Regions from separate parts of the Mus musculus genome. Here region 1 is linked to region 2. A link is a contact called in public HiChIP or PLAC-seq data. All regions are on one chromosome and are shown on one strand. Each heading gives the region's core, a stretch centred on a gene start, on an enhancer-like site or on the middle of the called end of the contact. The rest is flanking DNA. Distances are from core to core; before and after follow the strand shown. Region 1 overlaps Sgms2 (sphingomyelin synthase 2). Region 2 overlaps Sgms2 (sphingomyelin synthase 2).

Region 1 (6,092 bases), core at 1,556-4,055, 100 kb after region 2:
CGTACGCACGCGCAAGCACACACACGCATACACACACAAATAAATGAGTTGTTAAAAACTGTCTAAAATATAGTAGAAAGAAAAAAGATTTCTTCAATAAGGTTACAATGGGGAGAGGGACAAAGAGAACTAGTTGAATTCCTCAGATCTGTCTCTTAGGTCCAGTCGGGGTGGTCCCATCCACCCTTAACCCCTCGCTGTCTGAACTTGAGTTTCATTCTATGAGGTGATCTGGTGAGTTGTCAGAGCTGGGTGAAATGACTTTCCAGGAGATAAAGTCTCCTCCAGTTGGAGCCCTTTCCTTCCCCCAACATTGAGATTCATAGGGAAATCTCATGTCTTTGGGTTCATTGTTGCAGTAGTCTGATAGTCAAATTGAGACACATGGTCTCTTTACTTCACTTCTGGCAGGGACATTAAATGACTTTGATGATTAGCAAACAGACGAGTCATCGTGGACATTATCTTGTGAGAAACGGTTAATCAAGGGTGGTTAGTCCAAAGATCAATATTCAATAAGTCTCTATCTATCTATCTATCTATCTATCTATCTATCTATCCATCTATCCATCCATCTATCCACCCATCTATCTATCCATCCATCTATCTACCTTCATATCTTTAATGCTGCCTACCTGGTAAAACTTCTGTTTGCATAAAGGCCTCTGCTGCATTCCCAGGAACTTGATGACCCAAGCTGCCCACCCTTTCCCCCTTTCCTTCATTTCCTTTACACAGATTATGAACTAGCCCACAGCATCAGATGAGACACGGTCACCACCTACATTAGCACAAGATTACGGGGATGGCCCTCCCCCAGGGCCCATGTGCATGCTAACCCAGACAGGGTCGTGCTGTATCCTTTTGACAAAATGAAATTTGCCTTGCTGGGTTAATTTTGCTTTGTTCGGGTGTTACTTTGTGTGATGCCAAGAATATCATTTTCCAGCAATCTTGATCTGATAATAAAGGCACCTTCAGGAGAAGTATGTGACTTCGCCCATGTGCCATGCCCTGAGGCTTCTTCTCGCCCCTCTACAGCATCTAACAGGTAGGAGGATCCTTATACATCTTTGCTTAACCTTTCCTGAGAGTGAATGATTGGTTCCAAGGGAGCCAAGAAATGCATGCACGTGTTGTCTTTCCAGCAAAAGCAGACCACTCGTTCATACATCCCCTCCCCATTTTCCCTTCTGTGGTGCTAACGACTGAACCAAAGGGTTCACCCACACAAACGCTCTGCCCCTGGCCTCCTAGTCTATACTTTACGTTGGTGGCATGTAATGATACATGGTGAGCCGCCTTCTAATGGTGAATACCAAGAGACAGGAGCAAAGGGGCTTCCTGAGGGACACGGCATGGGTCCATCAGAAGATACGCCCTGTGACCTTCAGAAAGTCACTTGAATCTGAAGACCTTCAGGGAACTCAACCTCACTACATGCTTCACTCTCGTTTTCCCGGTACCTAGTACTCTGCCTGCCGTCTAAGAGACGCTCATCAAGGCTGCACTGAGGGAGACAGGTGAGCACGGTGGACCAGGAGTCTTTCTAATCTGTCTGAATTTCCTACTGCTGTGCGGTTTACAGCCACAGCTATAAGGTACACCAAGCCACTCAAGTTTAAGTTAACTGAAACAATGCACGTCCTTGGCTCCACCGGCCATTTCAAGTGCCCATTGGCTGCTATGGCCGCTACAATGGATGCAGAACCATGGAACCCTCATTACCATGAAGTTCTGGGCAGGCCTGCTGTTGGGTACATCAGAGAGTGATGGAAGCACACTGTGCCCATGAAAACACAGCCCTGTCGTCTAGAAACTTCTGCTGATGGAACCCAAGGGAATCGGAAGAAACAGAGCACTCCAAGAAATCCTTGCAAGGCCTGTTTCTCACAGAGAAGCCTAGAGCCTCTAACAGGTTATGCCTCAGCGACTGGGCACCTCATTACAAAAGCATGGAGGGGCTGATGTGGAAAGTATTTATATGGCCATGTATTTGGCAATGTGTTTTAGATACATCAAAACCATAAACCATTGAAGAAAACAGTGGGTAAGCCGGATCTCACTAACCTGTGAAATTTCTGCCTGCAAAAAGGCAGTTAAGAGAAGTAAGACAATTCACAGACTAGGAATTCGCTTTCCATTCAAAATACATAACTGGCAATGCAGAGAAACTCTCAGTGCGGAGGCTTAAACTCCCAATGCTTAAGAGCACGTGTTGAGAATCTAGGTTCACTTCCCAGCACCCACATGGGGTTTTACAACCATGGGTAACTCCAGTTCAGGGAGATCCGATGGCTTCTTATGACCTCCACGGGCACCAAAAGCATATGTGGTACATACACATGCATGCAGCTAAAACATTCATATATAAAAGAAAATATAAATCTAGATCTCTCTCTGGTTAAGAACGTTGTTTCTGTTTGCTTATTTTAGTATTCTGCTTGGTTGCCTGGGTGTGTGAACTTGTGTGTAGTGTGTGTAGTGTGTATGTACACCAGGTATTGAACCCAGGGCCTGTGCATGTGAGGAAGTACTCTATCGGAGGGCTACATTCTGAAGTAGTAAGAACATTCTTGCAAGGATGGTGATACGGCTCAGTGGGTAAAGGTGCTTGCCACCAAGCCTGAGGACCTGAAGTGGATCCTTACAGATACAGGCCCCCATCAGAAATCAAACTGTCAGAGGAGTCAAACAATGGCCTCTGAGAAGCTGGAATTTCCGTGGGAATCTCATGCTGGGAAGAAGAAAAGGCTCCAGGCTGGTGCCACCCTGAGCAGGAACCGGCCTCCTGGAAAGAGGTTATAAAGCTCAGAGTGAGGCTGGGACAAGGGGGAGGAGGGCAGGGTTGGTCCTAGCCTGCTCAGTTATGCACACTTCCTGTCTCCTATTTAAATCTAAGCTTCAAGCTAAGACCCTGAGCGTGGAGTTTGGGGGGGTGAGAGGGGTCCACTGGATCTCTTCATTTGCTCTTCTGCTCAAGGTGAACACACAGAGTACATCTTCCTCTGGTTGTCCCTGTCACTTCTCTGTCTAGTTGGCACACTGAAGGAGGATGGCAGAGCCTAGTAAGTCAGGCTACAGGGCTTAAGCTGTGACCCTAACAACTTGGGTAACAAAAACCAGATCAATGGCCATACAAATCAGCAACCAAAATCCAAGTATGAGCAGTTAGTCAATCTACCTTTGAGACAGCTAGATTCCATTTGCACACGAGCTACTTCCAGTGACTGACTGCTTGGTGGGCTTGTCTGGCTCCTTTGGGTACTGAAGAGTCATATCTTACAAAGAGCATGTACTCAACATTTTTGAAAAAAGATTTGTTTATTTTATGTGAGCACATTGGCGCTGTCTTCAGACACACCAGAAGAGGGGCCTCAGATCCCATGACAGATGGTTGTGAGCCACCATGTGGTTGCTGGGAATTGAACTCAGGACCTCTGGTAGAGCAGCCAGAGCTCTTAACCACTGAGCCATCTCTCCAGCCCTGTCCTCACATTTTTAAAGCCCTTCTTTATGCACAACCACTTTGGTTTGCACATTCCCCATCCCTACAGTGACACAAGCTCTTAAGTATTTTAATCGCTTCTCAAAAATTGACCTCCTATATTCCTTCTAAACAGACAGCCCACAGGCCTTGTACTCCACCATTAGACGGAAACCTATCTACAGAAATAACAGCCACATACCCAAAGGTTATTTCTCAGCAGCTTTCAAAATTCCATCCAAGCCCTACACTGTAATTTCAAATAAAAACAATTCATCCTGAAAGACCTTCTTGTGGCTTCTAGGGACCACATTCCCAGCGACAGATTCCACACGGACGGAGGCTGCCTCCCTGGATGCCCTTTATAAAGTAGCATTCACTCAGGGCACAGCAAATTTACTCTTAATCTCAGCCCACAGGATGGGAGACCTTGGAGCCTTCTCAGCCCCAAGTCAACCTCAGAGGGAGGCTGACCTGAGGACTGGCCTCAGCCCCACCCCACCCACCCACCCTCCATCTCCTGTTGCCATGGCAGCCGGAGCTAACAGCTCGTGTTGACAAGTGTATCTATGGCAACTCATGGCTGACACCGCACTTCTTTCCACTTCTGCTTCCAAACCCAGTATTGAGAAACCATGGGGGTAGCACTAAGAGTTTATAAATCAATGGCGCGGGCACACCCGAGAGCTCTGCTGGTTAAATCTTGGATATGTTTAGTGTCCAGCTGAGTTCTTTATACAGACACTCCCTCTTAAATTAACTTTTTTTTTTGAGGACGAATGATTTTTAAGAAGGTATTTCTTTTTAAACTTTATACTGAAACAATTAGGTGATCCTTAGGATGTAGACATAGCTAATGAATCACGTGAGTATGTGCTCAGCCCTAAGGCATTGGTAATGTTTCAGTGAAAGCGGGGCTCGAGCGAGGTCCATCCTTTTAGGAAGGAAAACTGGATTTTTACTAAGAATGGGTTTTATTAACGATGAAAACCTGCAACTTGAGATTGGCGGTTGGGGAGGGGGTACGGAAAGGGACACTGTAAGTAGTCCATGCCCTAGAGTGCGCATGCGTTCTCAAGCGTATCATTTAAAAGACAGAATCCAAGCCTGGTGCGCTGGGGGGTGAATGCCTCTAATCTCTGCACTCTGGATGCAGTGCATGGATCTGTGTGTGAGTTTGAGGCCAGCCTGGTCTACATAGTTAGTTCCAGAACAGCCAAGGTACATAGAAAGAGCCTGGCTCCCCACACCCCCACCAAAAAAAGAAATAATAATTCAGTTTGGCATCCCCCAGCCGAAGGAAAGCAGCACAGGGCTCAACCATCCATCCGTGCAAAGGATGCTTAGTGACCAACACTACCCGTGGCCTTCCTGTGTCCTATGAAACCATTCAGAAGCAACCTTCCTCCTGCACAGCCTCCTGCCTGGAGCCTCATTAGCATCCTTAGCTCACTGATGAAAGGCAATTAAAGAAATCCCAGGAGGCTGGGGGGAGGGCTCCAAAGCTAAGAGCACCGACAGCCTTTGCAGAGGATCAAGCTTCCGCCCCCAGCACCCCTCAGTGCCTCACAACCATCTGTAAATCCAGTTCCAAGGGATCTATCTGGACCCCCCTAAGAGGCCCTCTTCTGGCCTCTTCTGGAACTGCATTGCAAGCGGTACACGGCCATACATATAGGCAAAACACATACAAAATAAAAATAACTACAACTCAAAAAGAAGCGTTTAAAAATATGAATGGAGCAAAAGCTAGGCTCAGATTACATCATAGGGCAGAGGTGTGTGTATACACGCAGTTAAGGGTCAACAAAGACGCAATGGGAAAGTAAAACACTGGATTATAACTCCATCATCAGATTTCAAACAGCCGCCCTGTGTCCCCCCAACACACAAGCATGAATCCTGGATTCTCCCACATCTGTCGGCATGCAGAATCTCAGCTCAGCAGTGAAAGGATCGGGGATAAGAGGGTCATAGTCAGGAACTTGTTTTCTGTGTGTGTGTATGGAGAGCTAAGTGAGACGGAGTCTCTCTCCATGTAGTCCAGGCTAGCCTTGAACTTTAAATCCTCCTGTCTGATCCTCCCTAGCAGCTGGGATTACAGGCATGCACCACCACACACAGACCCCAAGTTTGTTTTTCTTGAAATGACCATTAGTTGCCAAAATTCTGTTACCTCTGAGATACAAGTGAAAATTCACATTTTCCTCTTTATCTCTCTTAGAGGGAATCTGCCATGATCTTTTCTATGATGCACTATGAAAGTATTAAGAGAATCTACAAATTAATTACTTAAGCTTTCCGTACATTAAGTGTTCAGGCTACAGAATCAACTATGCACTCCCGACAGTCACCATGTCCCTGATTCTGGCCATTACAAGGGCACTCTGAAAATAACCCAAATTAGTTAAAACTTACCCTCCTCTCCATCAATCTTAGTGTCTGCGCTGCAACATAATGACATCAGACTGAGTCTACTTGTAGCCTTTGGCTCCACCCCTCCCAGCCTCATGAAGTTTGTTTTCTTTTTTTAAAGTATCAGCACTGTGGTAAGCAACCTCTTAATGCTGTATCCCCTAGACTTGGTCTCTGCTTCAGGGGTTTA
Region 2 (6,720 bases), core at 1,182-3,681:
CACACACACAGGCAAAACATGCATACACATTGAAGGAAACAAGATTTTTAAAGTACTTAAAATGGAAGGTCAACAAGATGGTTCTACAGGAGGAAGCCCCAGGCTCAACAACAGGTGTCTGAGTCCCCAGGTGACATAGAGAAGGACTCCTGCAGCTTGTACTCTGAGCACCACTGCATATGTAGCATACAGATGAATAAAATGTAACACAAAGGGAAAAGAGGAAGAAACACAAAGCAAAAGGAGGGATCTGCAAGTTACCTTCTAGCGCTGCAGATCAAACCCAGGGCCTGTGTGTGCATCGTAGGTCTGTGCTCCGCCACTCAGCTAAATCCCAGCTGCTGACACTGCAGACCTTGGTTTACAGAGGCCGTGCCCAGTGTCCATCCCATCCACTAATGCTTAAGAGTAAACACTTTATCAAACAAGAAGAGAACGTTCGGGTAGTAAATTTTCCATCTTATATTTGATTTTTTTTTTAATGGATAGCACATCACTCCAGTTTTAACCTAGTTGTCATATTCATGTAAACACACACACACACTGCAGAAGTTAATGTATGTATTATATATGTAATATATATATTATATACAAAATACATACATATACGCAGCATAATTTATGAGCAAACTAACATCCATCTATGTATGTATGTATGTATATAAAATCTAGAATCTGCATGAAGAAAATGTGTGATAATTTGCCTGATTTTTAATAATTTGTCTTTCCATCCATTTGCCTGTAATCCTAGCACTTGGCAAGCAGAGGTAGGAACAGGAGGGGTTCAAGGCCAGCCCTAGCTAGATGAGACCCTGCTTCAAAACAAAATAGAAAGAAAAAAAAAAATGTCTCCATAGCTACTGAACAAGAAAGTGTGCTTCTGTGTTTACAGCCAAACGAGATGTCTGGCTAACTCAACTCATGATGTCTGGCTTGGGGGCAGCTCCCAGAAGCAGGGTCCTCAATGGGCTTTGGGTCCTACCACTTCCTTAAGAAAGTGGTAGGACCCAAAGCTCACCAGCCCCACCCAGACGCAACAGACCCTGATGCGGGTTCAGCGGGAAGAAAGGCTCACCCACCACTCCTCATTCTGCCTTCATGTGTCATGGCTCCCACAGGTCTTAGACACAGAACATCTTCTGGTCCATCTGAACTCCTGGCCCCAGGTGAGTCACACTGTACCCACAGGATCCCTTAACATCTGACCTCCCCTCTGCCATCATGCACCTGTTCACAGTCCCACAAAGCGTCCCGGCTCGCTACTTACTCGGGCTTCTCTTTCCTACTAGTTCCGAGCTGAGAGGGTAGACTCCATGTTTTACAACGATGCAGTCGCTGGCCTCTAGCCAAGCACTCTACTGAGGACCTACGGCGGCCGCTGAAAGTACTGCCCATACACATGCAGACTGGAATCATCCTACATTTTGTTAAGACCCCGAAGAACCTGGAGTCGGTCACGTCTGCTTATTTGCATATCCGTCAGATAGAAGCTCCCAGAATTTCATGTGGCTACTTTGTATAATTACATGTCCCATTATAAATTCTACAAAAAAAATTTGTGATGTAGCCTGTGGTATGAAAAAGAAGTAAAAAAACGAAAGCTGCTTTCTTCTTATGTTAGGAGTCACGAGACAAATTCTCACGGTGTAGTGCTAATGTGGCTTTTCAACATCCGATTTGCAAAGTATGGAATTCTGGAGAGCCTCAGAAATGAAGTGGTTTAGTTACAATTTCTGTAATCAGGATTCTCATATCTTCCTATATGGTCCCACTTATCTGTGCCTTCCTTCCGTGCCTTTCTACCTAATTTAGCTGGGCCTCCCTGGAGGCCAGATGTCCCTTCCCCAGCGTACACAGAATAACAGCTGCTTGGCCGCTCTAGCACTTCCTGATTATTGGTGTCAACACCCACAGCCACTTCACCTGGCAGGTGCTATCTGTCCACATCTGAGGAGTGACAAGCTAACCTCAGATATCTATCACAGCGATAGAAGCTATCTGGATCCAGAGCCTATCTCTCCGCCACTAAGTTACGGTGTGACCTTCTGGGACCTTGGGCTATTTTAGTGATTAGGAGTGTGCGCTTTTCCCTCTCTAAAGGCAATGGATTTCATCTCCCGTGGGTCATTCTGTGAAGGAGGTGATTCACTGTACAGCTTTTCCCCACTCCGCTCTTCCTTCTCACGGTCAGGTCAGCACATCTGTGTTTGTCCTAAGCTTACATCCCTCAGGCACTGACAAGTGGCAGGCTAAGGTACCTGATACCCTGAGTGACTGTTCGCCCAGGTCCCCAGTGACTTAAAAGAAGGGCATTTCCTGGAAATGTGGGGGCTGGACATTTCATTGTAGTGAAGTATTCAGGGTGCGAGTCACGGCCGTTGCCTAGTAACCGGAAGGTTTGTGTTTGGCAGTGGAAAAGGCAGCTCAGCCCAGGTACAGCTGATTATTTACCCAGTGTGACCTTCTCCCCGGCTGCACACTGATTCTTGGATTAATGCTTAACCCAGACCCTTTCCCCCAACTTTCCTCACTGGTAGTGGGGGCTCCTTCGGCATTCCCTTTAGGTCGAGAGAATTCAAAGGGGGTATGGCATACGTACGCACGTAAGTACGTACGTACGGAGAATACACCCATTCCTCAGAGCAGAAGGAAAGGCGAGACTGGAACAGGAGACAGGATTCCTGCTCTTCCCGGGAGAGCGAGCGGAATTCTACAGAGTGAGGAAGTCCCCTTTTGGTCACGAATTTACCAGTGAATTTCTCTCTCATAACTCAGTAAACACAGCACACTCCCAAACGGTAGTGACTAATTAATCCTGACCTCATAGGCAAAAAAGCTTTTCCTTTTTGTTTTTGTTTTTTTTTTTTGTAAGAAGACTGAGTCACTTGGTGGAATCCGTCCCAGACCAGAAACAAGATTTCACTTTTTCCCCCTTATATCAAGAATTGTGGGATACAATGGTGAGCAGCTTTGGAACTAAGAGACTTCTCGCCCTCAAATACCATTTGGGTGGCACAGCTGGCTAAAGCCATTTTGTTAATTTTGTCTTGGGATTCGGGATGGAGGATGTAGTTGGGTTCCTGTAGAAGCTAGGGATGCTAGCAGGGAACACTGCACAGTGCTCACCTGGTCCACAAAACCCTGGATGAACAGGGATCTTCAGCCCCCACCCCCACCCCAAACGCTCCGAGCCTGAGTCCCATAAGGCTCCAACAGTGTTTGACTTTTCTTGTAGTTAAAAAAATACTCTTTGAACGTGGATACCATGACATATGATCATATCCATTCTTCCTCCTTTTTTGTTAGATTCTCCATTTCCTGGTTATTTAATATTCAAAAATTGCTATTTTTTTAACCTGAAAACATAGATACATGAATGGGCTTGGATGTTTTTGTTTGTTTTTCTATTTTTAAGTTTCTGTTTTGAGTATTCTGGGTTTTGTTTCATTTGAATGTCCTCAATTTCGGTGAATCTATTTAGACACATACAACAGAGTAAGATGTAAGCTTTGTGTCTGTGGAAAAGCCCTAGATCCTAAATTTATTTAGCATTTTTGGATGGAAGGATACAAAAGCAATTTAAAACCTTTTTCTTCTTGCCCCATAATTTTCATTCTAATACTGGGTTTTCAGTATTCCTTATATCCACAGGTCCTAATAATCACTCTAAGGGTAATATGGACTTGACTTATTTTTAACAGCTATACAAGTATAGACTTAAGTAGCAATTTTTAATTAAAATGTTAATTTCATAAATTCCCCCACCAACACCTCCTATGGCCCCCTCTCAAATTCATGGCCTCTTTTTAATTATTATTGTTACACACACACACACACACACACATATATGTTTATGAATAAATATATAAATACAGACTTGTTTAGAATTGATTGTATGCATGTTTTTAGATCTGATCACCTTAAGCATCATATTAAACCTTTATCATCTTCAAAACAGTGTTCTTTCAAAAGACATATTAAAACAATAGATTATTTAAGAAAAGAGTACTCTTATGATCCCAAACTGATTGCATTTAAACTTGTTAGCAAGATATAAAGGGTATGAATTATTCCCTAAATATTTTAAAGTTCTTAATCTTGTCTAAAGCAAATTTTCTTTGAATAGAGTTAACAGTTGACAGGTGGACTCCTTGTGGCCCTAAAGAAAAAAGTGTTTAGGTCCATGTGTATTGCTGGGACTTGAAAGCTCAGGACTTTAGTTTCTCTGAGTTTGGACTTTAAGAGATGAATTTGCCTGCAGACACCTAATTTAAACTCATGAATGTGTTGGTACCTGCTTCATAAAGACTTTAAAAGAATTTCCTTTCTATGATTGGCTGGGGACTCCTCCTCGTCACATGTGCACAGAGCCCTGTCTATGACAGTGAACCATTTGTTGCCTGTATACCTCGAGATCCAAATGAGCACAGACTGTCTTGCTTTGAAACAGTATTTAACCTTCACTTAGGCATCTTTCCATTGTGGCCAGGTGAACCAGATAGCCTTTACCCCCTGTTTCACAGAGCCTGCAGAAGAACTGAGAAAAATATACAATTCCCTATCACACAGGGAGATAAACGTCTGGGTAATCAAAAAGTTGAGGGCTATAGCAACACAGAGCCAAGGACACGACCTTGTTCAGAAAGTTCAGGGAAGGCTTCCTGGAAGAAAGGCTTTTTCAACTCAGATCTGAAGGATGAAGAGGAATTATGCTGTTGAGTGAGGGATGGTCTGAAACGGAAGGGATAGTGTGTGCACAGGGGGAGTTATATGTTTGCAAACAGTAGGCAAGTCAACTTGGCTGTAATGAGTAAGTCTGGATCGTAGGGAACCCAGAAGAAAAGACATTTGAATTTTAACCAAAGAATAATGGGTTCTGGGGGTAACATTCTCCATTTTGTGTTTTACAGAACTCCCAAATATGATTCTGGACATGGCCATTAGATCATTGTTACATTAAAGAATAAAGAAACACATGAGTCTACGTCTAACCAGTTTCCTGCAGTACCTGTGAGATATTAACACGTGTATGGCTCAGGAAAGACTGTTGGCTAATGGTTCAGCTGGTAAGCAAGGAAGACTTGAACTCAAACCCTATCCTGTCATAGTCTAGCAAGTCACTTAATACTGGGGACAGTCACCTTGAGGTCAGAAGTGGAACCAAGAGTAGAGTGGCTACCCAATAAGTCTGTTGTGAAAACCATGAGGTAACATGTGTAAAACCCTGGAAGTGGTGGCCGCCACAGTGTCACTCACTGCTAACTGCTATGATTAATCTTCACTGACTACATTCCGAATCACACTGGGTACAAGATTCTGAGTGTGTCTATGGTGACATCTCCAGAATGGAAGAGGGAAGGCCGACTCTGAAGACCCACAATATGAACTGGGGTCCTCAAACTGAATAAAAAGGAGAAAGTGTTGGGCATCAGTAATTCTCATTCTCTCTCATTCGTCTCCCTCCCCCATCCTCCATCGTGCTCCTGTGCCTTCCCTGCTATAATGGGATGTCTCCCCATCAACTAAAATAAACCCTTTTGTTAGTGAGCTTCTTGCCCGGCGTTTGATCTCAGCAATAAGAAACGTAGCCAACAACCTGCAAAACCAAGCTAGCGGATGGCTGAGCATCCAAAACCGTTGCTCTTGACTACTGAAAACATAACCTCCTCATCTGACCTTTACCAAAAGACTGAGAGATGACAAAACATGGAAATTCTTAGGGTCATGAATGTAGCTTAGTGGTAGAGTAACAGGTAGCATGTATGAGACCAGAGGATCAATCCTCAACATAAATTAAAACAACAACAACAACAACATGAAAGGGTAAGATAGCATCTCTGTTGTTTTTAACCTTTATTTTCACTCTATGTGTATGGGTAGTCTACGTGCATGTATGTCTGTGCACCAGGTGCATGCAGTATCTGTGGTCTGTGGAGGCCAGAGAGGATATGGATAGAACTGGAATTATAGATAGTAGTAAGTCACTATGTGGTTGCTGGGAATCACACCTGAGTCTTCTGGAAGACCAGACAGTGTTCCTTTTTTTTTTTTTTTTTTTATACTGTTTTTTATTTTATTATATTTTTTATTTTATGTGAGTACATTGTCACTTTCTCCAGACACACCAGAAGAGGGCATCAGATCACATTACAGATGGTTGGGAGCCACCATGTGGTTGCTGGGAATTGAACTCAGGACCTCTGGAAGGGCAGCCAGTGCTCTTAACCACTAAGCCACCTTGCTAGCCCCAGACATTGTTCTTGATTGCTGAGCCATCTCTCCAACCCTCAAACTCTTTAGAACAGTAGTTCTCAACGTTCCTAATGAGGCAACCCTTTAATACACTTCCTCATGTTGTGGTGAGTCCCAACCATAAAATGATTTCATTGCAACTTCCTAACTGTAATTTTGCTACTGTCGTGAATCGCAACGCAACATCCGATACGCAGGATCTCTAACATGTAACCCCTGGGACAGAGTTACTTAACCCCCAGGGGGATGACGACCCACAGGTTGAGAACTGATGTTTTAGCACTGTCTTCATTCTTTCAGGGACAGCAGCTTTAACAAACGCTATTGACTTTCTAGTTCAATATCTTAAAAATGTTAAACAGGTTGCTAATGCAACATCATCACATACCAATCTTATTCCAGGCTTTGAGCCTTATGCTGGGTCAAGGCAAAACACTGTTGTCCTGAAAATGGGTGTACATGGAGACC

Evidence for each region. HiChIP or PLAC-seq counts read pairs in DNA pulled down with a chosen protein or histone mark.
Region 1: an H3K4me3 HiChIP or PLAC-seq map of embryonic stem cells shows a contact between it and region 2, with 62 read pairs. The contact joins two enhancer-like sites. A contact is called at or near these places in 4 of 15 datasets of contacts at CTCF or cohesin (CD8 T cells, the NIH/3T3 cell line, large pre-B cells and 1 more), 12 of 484 Hi-C or Micro-C datasets (the C10 cell line, bone marrow-derived macrophages, cerebral cortex and 8 more) and 25 of 115 datasets of contacts at active chromatin or transcription factors (CD8 T cells, the NIH/3T3 cell line, acute myeloid leukemia and 14 more).

Annotation. Positions count from the first base shown.
Region 1 is chr3:131,467,041-131,473,132 of GRCm38.p6, forward strand. The region is part of intron 1 of Sgms2 (sphingomyelin synthase 2); the gene reads right to left. Among named protein-coding and RNA genes, the nearest start is that of Sgms2, 20 kb to the right of the region's middle. Within about 2 kb of position 2,806, at least 28 of the 459 cell types and tissues checked have an H3K27ac peak or open chromatin away from gene starts, as enhancers often do. A contact at or near this core is called in embryonic stem cells and trophoblast stem cells, where this site is marked.
Region 2 is chr3:131,362,465-131,369,184 of GRCm38.p6, forward strand. All of the region lies in intron 1 of Sgms2 (sphingomyelin synthase 2), which reads right to left. Among named protein-coding and RNA genes, the nearest start is that of Cyp2u1, 63 kb to the left of the region's middle. Within about 2 kb of position 2,432, at least 163 of the 459 cell types and tissues checked have an H3K27ac peak or open chromatin away from gene starts, as enhancers often do. A contact at or near this core is called in embryonic stem cells and trophoblast stem cells, where this site is marked.